Linked DNA regions of Sus scrofa: region 2 is linked to region 1. A link is a contact called in public HiChIP or PLAC-seq data. All regions are on one chromosome and are shown on one strand. The core of a region is the stretch at or near the end of the contact, and the rest is flanking DNA. Distances in the headings are between cores, read along the strand shown. Region 1 has its middle 15 kb from the start of LRRFIP2. Region 2 overlaps LRRFIP2 (leucine-rich repeat flightless-interacting protein 2).

Region 1 (4,084 bases), core at 776-3,275:
AACATAATATATAAAGAGCCATAGACATAATATATAAAGAGCCCCCATAAGTCAATAAGAAACAGACATATGAAACAGTGCTTGACTTCATTAGTCATCAGAGAGACACAAATTAAAACCGCTATGAGAGGAATTCCCATCGTGGCTCCGCAGAAAAGAATCTGACTAGCATCCATGAGGACCCAGGTTTGATCCTTGGCCTCGCTCAGTGGGTTAAGGATCCGGTATTGCCATGAGCTGTGGTATAGGTCACAGACACAGCTTGGATCTGGCATGGCTATGACTGCGGTGTAGGCTGGCAGCTATAGCTCCTATTCGACCCCTAGTCTGGGAACCTCCATATGCCGTGGGTGGGGCCCTAAAAAAAAGACAAAAAATAAAATAAAATTAAAAAAATAAATAAAACCACTATGAGAGAACATTATATGACTACTAGAAAAGCTAAAATGAAAAAGACAATATCAAGTGCAGGTAAGGATGTGGGCAACTACAACTTTCATATGTCATTAAAAGCAGTATCAAATACATAACCAGGAGTTCCTGTTGTGGCTCAGTGGGTTAAGTACCGGACGTTGCCTCTGTGAGGATGTGAGTTTGATCCCTGGCCTCACTTAGTGGGTCAAGGATATGGTGATGTCGCAAGCTGTGGCATACGTCACACATGTGACTCAGATTTGCTGTTGCTATGGCCTCAGCTGCAGCTCCATTTTGACCCCTAGCCTGGGAACTTCCATATACTGCAGGTGCAACTGTAAAAAGAAGTAAAAGAGTATATACACAGGCAGACAGACAGACACACACACACAAAGTTTGAGACCTGAAAAGGAGTGGGTAACCTCGCTAATAAAAAGGAAAAAAAAATTCTGGGGAGCTCTTTGGCAATGTCTACTAAAGCAGAACACATTCATACCTAATACCTATAGAGTCCACTTCTGGGTAATACCTAGACACCTAAATCTTCATTAAGGGGTTTAGATCTGGGGTCACAAATTCAAACACACACACACAGAGGTTAGGTAAGTAATATCATTTACCAGCCAGATAAAAAAGGATCTATTTGCTGCCACATGCATGGACCTAGGATTCTCATACTAAGCAAAATCAGTCAGAAAGAGAAAGACAAATGCCATTTATCACTTATACGTGGAATCTAAAATAGGACACAGATGGAGTTCCTGCTGTGGTGCAACAGGATCAGTGGTGTCTTGGGAACGCTGGGACACAGGTTCAATCCCCTGCCTGGCACGGTGGGTTAAAGATCCAACATTGCTGCAGCTGTAGCTTAGGTCGAAACTGCAACTTGGATCTGATCCCTGGCCCAGGGCAGCCAAAAAAGAAAAAAAAAAAAAAAAAAAAAAAAGGACACAACTTATCTATGAAAGAGAAACAGACTCACAAAAAATATAGAGAATAGACCTGTGGTTGCCATGAGGGAGGGATGAGGACTAAATGGGAATTTGGGATTAGCAGATGTAAACTATTATATATTGAATAGATAAACAATGAAGTCCTACTGTATAGCACAAGCAACAATATTCAATATCCTATGATAAACCACCATGGAAAAAATATGAAAAATAATATTGTAAAAAATTACTGGCCAGAAGGGCACTCTCAGTGGAAATGATTTAAATGGACACCCTTTGGCAGAGCTGTCCTTCACCCTTCTGTTTGCTTTCCTCTGGAAGCAGCCCCTGCATGCCAAGATCTCAAAGTTCCACCTCTTCTCTCTCTCAAGTGATTGATTGCCCTTGGGTGGACACCTCACTCATGCCAGGCACATGGGTTCACTTGGGGCTCTGCCCAGACCCCCTTGCCTGGGCAGTGCACCTCCACCAGCTGCTGTGAGTGCTGGCTGCTAACAGCTCACAGCTGCCCCTGCTCTTGAATAGCCTTTTCCCAGAACGCTTGAGAAATTATGCCCCACCCCCACATAAGGCAAGCCACTGTCCATAACTGATGGATATGGGGGTCCAAAAGGCAGGCTCCCTTGTGTCAGGTGGGATAGCTGTAGTGCCCTGCATTCTTTAGATTCCACAGTGGGATCAGGCTGAGGCTAGACTTGCAGCTCTAGATCCTGCTCCATCCTATGTCCCTGCCTATTAAGTTTCTCCTGAGCACTCCCCAGTGAATCATTTGCACCAGTATCCCTCTGCTTCTACGGAACCTGAGGTAAGTCACAGGGCCCATAAGACCCACTTTCCTTAAAGAGCCGAAAGCCCAGACACACTCAAACAGTCACATCAATGTCACAACCACCAAGCGCTGGAGCTCAGTGTCTTCCCTCCCTGAGATGGGGTTCAGCCTCCCTCTGATTTCATAAAAGCTCCAGGGGCTTTCCAGTAATCCCCTTTTTTGTTCAAGTCAGCCAAAGTCCATTTCTCTTCCCTGAAACCAACATAACCTTAACTAATAGGATGGGGAATCCAGGCCTGACTTAACATGGCTTTGGAGATCCACCCAATGCTTTGAGGAACAATGTCAGTGAGACTCCCGAGAGGAAAATTAATTGATTACCCTTCCTATTCCCATGGCTTCAGTCACTAGAAGTGCTGCTAGGAATGCTCCCTATCCTTTAATCCTCCAGGAATTTGCCTTGCTGAGGAGTTAATTTGTTACCCGGGGCTCTGTTTCCCTGAGACCTCCTTGACTCCCGAGAGGCAGATCGAGCTAAATTCCTTCCACTGGTCGTCATCGTCTTGCATTTCTCTTTGTTTCTAGTCCTGTCCAGGATGCCTCTAGCATCTCTCTGAGGCTTCTTATCCCTCAAGTGCACTTTTCCACATTCTCTTGTCCTCCCTATGTGTGCATATGTATGTGGTGTGTTTGTACACATGCTCAGAAAGCCAACAGAGGCCATGAAGAAATCTCTGGAGAGTGGCCAGGTTTCAAATCACTCAGCCATGAAAGGGTGACACAATGCAAGCCTGATTAGTTCCACTCAGCATCATTCACTGATTCATCACAAAATTGATCCTTCTGATCCAGACTCTCCTCTCTCAATGGTCAAAGCAGCTTTTGTCTGAGCCAGGCATTGTGCCTCTATAGCCATTTTATGTAGTTGAGCCCAAGACAAGGGTCTATCCTAGCCAAATGTGGAAAGAGCTGGAAAATATTTTAAGATATTAACTTACAGTCTGTTTCCCAGTGGGGGTCTCCTCCGCTCCCCTTCCTTCACTTAAGCAGAACGTCACATGGTCTGAGGGGAGCCACGCTGCAGGGTGAAGGGTGAAAAGTTGACACATCATTTCTGGCTTGTTCCTAGTGATTGGTTCGTTCCGTAGACTGATGGTCCTCTGGTCTTAAAGCTCTCACATGAGGTTTGTTTGGTCCACACAGTCTTTTTTTTTTTTTTTTTTTTTTTTTTGCTGTACTCAAAGCATGTGGAGGTTCCTGTGCCAGGGATCAAACCTGCAACACAGCAGTGACCGAAGCCACTGCAGTGACAACACTGGATCCTTAATCCACTGAACCACAAGAAGACTCCCACTGTTCTTTTTAAAAGTCTGATTTTGGGGGGTTCCCATAGTGGCTCAGTGGGTTAAGAACTCAACATAGTGTCTATGAGGATGTAGGTTCAATCCCTGGCCTCGCTCAGTGGGTTAAGGATCTGGTGTTGCCTTAAGCTGAAGCCTAGGTCATACATGTGGTTTAAATCCTGTGTTGCCATGGCTGTGGCATAGACCAGCAGCTGTAGCTCCACTTCGACCATAGCCTGTGAACTTCCACAGGTGCAGCCTTAAAAAAAAAAAAAAAAAAAAAGCAAAAGTCTGATTTTGGCTACACAGGGCTCAGCTGTCCAGTGTACCTCAGGTCCCCAACACTCCCTACTGTCTGTCACCATCGACATTTCCTGCCTGGCCTCTTTCTGTGTACACTTGAATCTGTGACCACAACCTCAAAACCATTAAAGAAGATTATGCTCAGTGCCCTATATGCAAACATAGTCCTGAGGAAGAAACAAGAGGATTAAGAGAGGAAATTTCCCCCTCAGGAGGGCGACAGCCACAATGTAAGGCCCAGTGATGGCTATGACCATGATTCTACAGCACACAATTTAAATAACCACCTGAGGCATGGCTAA
Region 2 (4,084 bases), core at 672-3,171, 140 kb before region 1:
CTGGGGAAAAATGGTGAGTAAACTTGATTCTAAAATTATGGAGATAAAAAACAATGGTGTGGACAAGTTCTTAGTCTAGAATCATACTACAAACAAAATATCCCAAGTGTTCATTCATGAAGATTCAAACCTGTTCATTCTCTCATAAATTATAAAGTACAAAGGCGGCTATTTGAATGACAAAGCTGGAACAGTACTGAAAGGGGTGGAGTCAATGGACGAAAGGTCATCCCAGCGGGCAGGCGGGCGGGCGGCCTCCCTATTGCTGGGCCAGTAGTGCCGTCCTGTTGGCCTTCATCTTCTCCAGCCGTTTGGCCAGGTGGCTGTTGGTCATCTCCATCTCCTCAATCTTGTCCAGTGCCGTTCGTAACTGGAGACGGGAAGAGCTCAGTCATTTCAAATAGAAACAAAAACCGGAGTTCCCGTCGTGGCACAGCGGAAACGAATCCAACTAGGAACCATGAGGCTGGGGGTTCAATCCCTCACCTCGCTCAGTGGGTTAAGGATCCAGCATTGCCGTGAGCTGTGGCGTAGGTCACAAATGTGGCTCGGATCTGGTGTGGCTGTGGCTGTGGTGTAGACCAGAGGCTACAGCTCCAATCTAGCCTGGGAACCTCCATGTGCCCACGGCTACGGCCCTAAAAAGAGAAAAGACAGAAAAAAGGAAAAAAAAAAAGAAAACCCAGCATGACCTTCCTTTCCACTTGGTGGGGAACGAAGCACTGCCAGTCACGATGACCTTGCACACCATCCCATGGTTGCTTTTTCCTTTTTTTTTTCCCCAGCCAGCCAGTGGTGTTAACCAGTGATGCTGAGCATTAATCACAGAGGGGACATGAGGAAGAGACCTCATCTAAAACAAAAATAAAAACTACCCCTTTTCTTATTATCTAACTGACCAAAACATTAAAGTAATTGGCAGTCACCATGCAGGTCAAAAACCAACACAGAAAAGTAAGGCAGTCCACTGCCATGCCACCAAAACGACCCAGGATCGGGATTCTTACCCAGCAAAGAAATTATCTCCAAAGGAGTTTTTCTTTGTAGGGATGTATTCTAAGAAGCATAATAAAGCAAGTACCTCTCGTTGTAGCTTCCTCTTCTCTGCTTTCAGCTCATCCTCAACTTTCTCGGCATTCTCAGCAGCGGTTTTATATCTTAGCACCTGTCCCTCCAAGCGGTTAATCTGTAAATAGGACACACAGCCCTCAGTGCCAGGCACAAGAAGCCACCACATTTTTGCAGCCAAGATGGAAATAGGATGTCATTACAGATCCTAAGTAATCTAACACTAACAAGTCCCCTCAGTGTGAGTCATAGGCCCTCTCAGAACCCACATGTTATTTATTTATAAATCAGGAACTGTCCCCAGAGAGGATGACAACTGTAGAGACATTACAGGGCCAATTTCCCATGTTAAGTTTTAAGACGACCATACTGTTTAAGTGCCACAGTATCATTGCAGGAGGAGACCCCCTGGATGGGGAAGTGTTTAGACTTTATGAAATGGTGAATAAGGGATTATGTTATAAACTACAGTCTTCTTGAATGCTCTTGAAATACTAGTAAAAGAAAGAGAATTATAGCTATCGTTCTCTATTTACACAGAAAAGAGAAGGCTGAAGTGCTCTGCCAGGTGATCCCTGCCGGCTTTCCCACTTGAATGAGATCAGACCTCAACACTCGGGGATTAACCACTTAGATGCAGGAAGCAGATGTATGTCAAGAGGATTTAAACCGCTTGGTACCATACACAAGGACTTACACTTTGCTCCAAGGTGGTTATATCCTGTTCTGCTTTTGAAAGCTTAAACTTGTATTCACTAATTTGTCTGTTGGCATCTCCTAGAACAGAAGAGAACAATGAGCCACCTCACAGAGGTGAGGTGTGACCGTGAGGCAGTGACGCCCCCTGCCGTGCAGAGGGGGACATGCCGCAGAAGGAGACAAAGCACAAGTGCACAGGTTCTAAAGCTTCTACACTATGAGAAGCTCTAGCATTCGTGTTGCAACAGCATTTTAGAAGAAAATTCTCTCTTCAAGCCATGACGCATACAGGTAGAGCTTTAAACAAGGATCTCTGTCAGTGAGCAGGGCCCCTGTCAACCTCACGTGCAGCCCAAAGGTCCAGAGCCCTCTGGCCTTCCCTGCTCTCCTACCCCCAAGTGCCCTTTCCTCCCCACCTCCCATCTAAGTCTAACCAACCTTTAAGGTTCTGCCCAATTTTCACCTTCTTCGTAACTCTCCTTGGTTAACTACAGCTTTTCCTTGCATTTTTTTACACTCCTCTTTATGACATTTATTATGCTTTCTTAACATTACATAGGTATGTAAGGATAAGGGCCCTGTCTTAGCTTCTCAAATCCATCTTTTTCTAGCTAAGTGCTCTGCACATAATGTACACTTAATATTACTGAAATAAATGCTTAATATTAATGAAATAAATATGTGATAATGTGTTATGGATAGGGCTATAAATTATTAGCTGTATATCTGACTTAAGAAGCAATTTAAAATGAGAAGTTTAGAAATGCTAGGGGATAAAAATTCCTTCCACCAATCCAAATTTAAGAGAAATCACCTGAAATGATTATAATAAGGCTTATAGGAGATAAACCAAAACTGAATCTACCCTACTTAAGAATTTTTCTGGAGTTCCCATCATGGCTCAGTGGAAATGAATCTGACTACAGGCATCCATGAGGACGCAGGTTCGATCCCTGGCTTCTCTCAGTGGGTTAAGGATCTGGCATTGCTGCTCTGATTCGACCCCTAGCCTGGGAACCTCCGTATGCTTCAGATGCAGCCCTAAAAAGACCAAAAAAACTTTTTTTCCCCTACTTTTTCATGTAACTAAGGTTACAGCTACCCCAATAATATTTAATGCAAAAGGTTTTTCTAATTGGTTACTGTCACCCTAAAAGTAATGGGGTTATAAAACTCTCTCCCCAAAAGCTACCTCTGGTATTGAAAAAGAACAATTCTCATTTCTGGGACTAACACTGAAGCTTCAGGATCTTGTTTTTTTAATTCTTAATCCCATCAATTTACTATCAAAATGTGCTGCTTCCTTCTCATAGAATCACTCATTTCTTCCTGTTTTCAAAAGTACAAGTCCCTCATCTCAGCCATTTATTTCACACATTTTGAAATTCCACTCCAAACACCAAGCTTCCAGCCAGGGCAGCTGTCTGGAACCGAGAGCCACCAGATTCCTGTCCTGGCCTCTGGTGCAGGGAGCTGCCCGCTTCTGCCTTGCCTGGCCCTTCTCTGCTCACCTGCTCCTTCAGCTCCACCCACGGTGCTTCCCCAGCCACAGATGCGGGCTCTGCCTTGCCTACCTACTCTGGGAAGATTTCACACACCCATTCACCCTCAGTGTGATTCCTTTTGCATTTGCTGTTTCAGACAAAACTCTCCCAAATGTATCCCCTGCCCTTGCTAGGACTACTGGCGGTCAATGGACTATTTCAGTCACCATAACAGCCTCCTAGCAAGTCAGCCTGCTTCTTGTTATGAGCCTCTTTTCATCTACCCTCCACGCCAAATTGGTATTTCTAGAACAAAATATTGACCAGGAAGTATCGCAAGGGTTCCAACTGATATCTAATAGAGGAAATGATACTAACCCAAAGGTTGATAGAGGTAATAAGCCTTGATCCAAAAAGGCTTATCTATACGGCCTACTCAGAATATTTAGCTCAAAAGACCATGGAATAACCAATATTTTACAATAATTTATCAGAAAAGCCATTATTCAGATTGGAAAATAAGTCTTCCCCTGTGGGAATCACACATTATCTAACTGTATGCAAATGGCTGCTGAAATCTCCCTATTGTGGAAATTACTGTGGATACAGTAGGCATTTAAAAATAATATGGGGTCAAAAGTAGAAAGGGAGAAAAACTGAAATAGATTTAGTTTATTTAAACTGAATAGGCTTACTTTGTGGCCTTGTTTTAAATTCTAATGTAGATGAATCGGGGTTAACACTACTGGGAAAATTCTCAAACTACTCAATAGTAGTGTGACTTCAAATATCCCCCTCCAATTATCTAAGATAATTCCATAGCAAAACATGTA

Evidence for each region. HiChIP or PLAC-seq counts read pairs in DNA pulled down with a chosen protein or histone mark.
Region 2: a contact with region 1 is called in an H3K27ac HiChIP or PLAC-seq map of alveolar macrophages. The contact joins two enhancer-like sites. A contact is called at or near these places in 1 of 5 promoter capture datasets (fetal skeletal muscle), 4 of 47 Hi-C or Micro-C datasets (embryonic fibroblasts, epiblast stem cells, liver and 1 more) and 2 of 2 datasets of contacts at active chromatin or transcription factors (alveolar macrophages and skeletal muscle).

The regions. Positions count from the first base shown.
Region 1 is chr13:21,649,427-21,653,510 of Sscrofa11.1, reverse strand. It overlaps LOC100737115. Among named protein-coding and RNA genes, the nearest start is that of LRRFIP2, 15 kb to the left of the region's middle. Within about 2 kb of position 2,025, at least 18 of the 83 cell types and tissues checked have an H3K27ac peak or open chromatin away from gene starts, as enhancers often do. A contact at or near this core is called in alveolar macrophages, fetal skeletal muscle and skeletal muscle, where this site is marked.
Region 2 is chr13:21,785,323-21,789,406 of Sscrofa11.1, reverse strand. It overlaps LRRFIP2 (leucine-rich repeat flightless-interacting protein 2), which reads right to left. Exons shown (of 29, transcript XM_021071626.1): 27 at 1,766-1,845; 28 at 1,082-1,186; 29 at 1-370. The coding sequence ends at 260. Among named protein-coding and RNA genes, the nearest start is that of MLH1, 90 kb to the left of the region's middle. Within about 2 kb of position 1,921, at least 10 of the 83 cell types and tissues checked have an H3K27ac peak or open chromatin away from gene starts, as enhancers often do. A contact at or near this core is called in alveolar macrophages, fetal skeletal muscle and skeletal muscle, where this site is marked.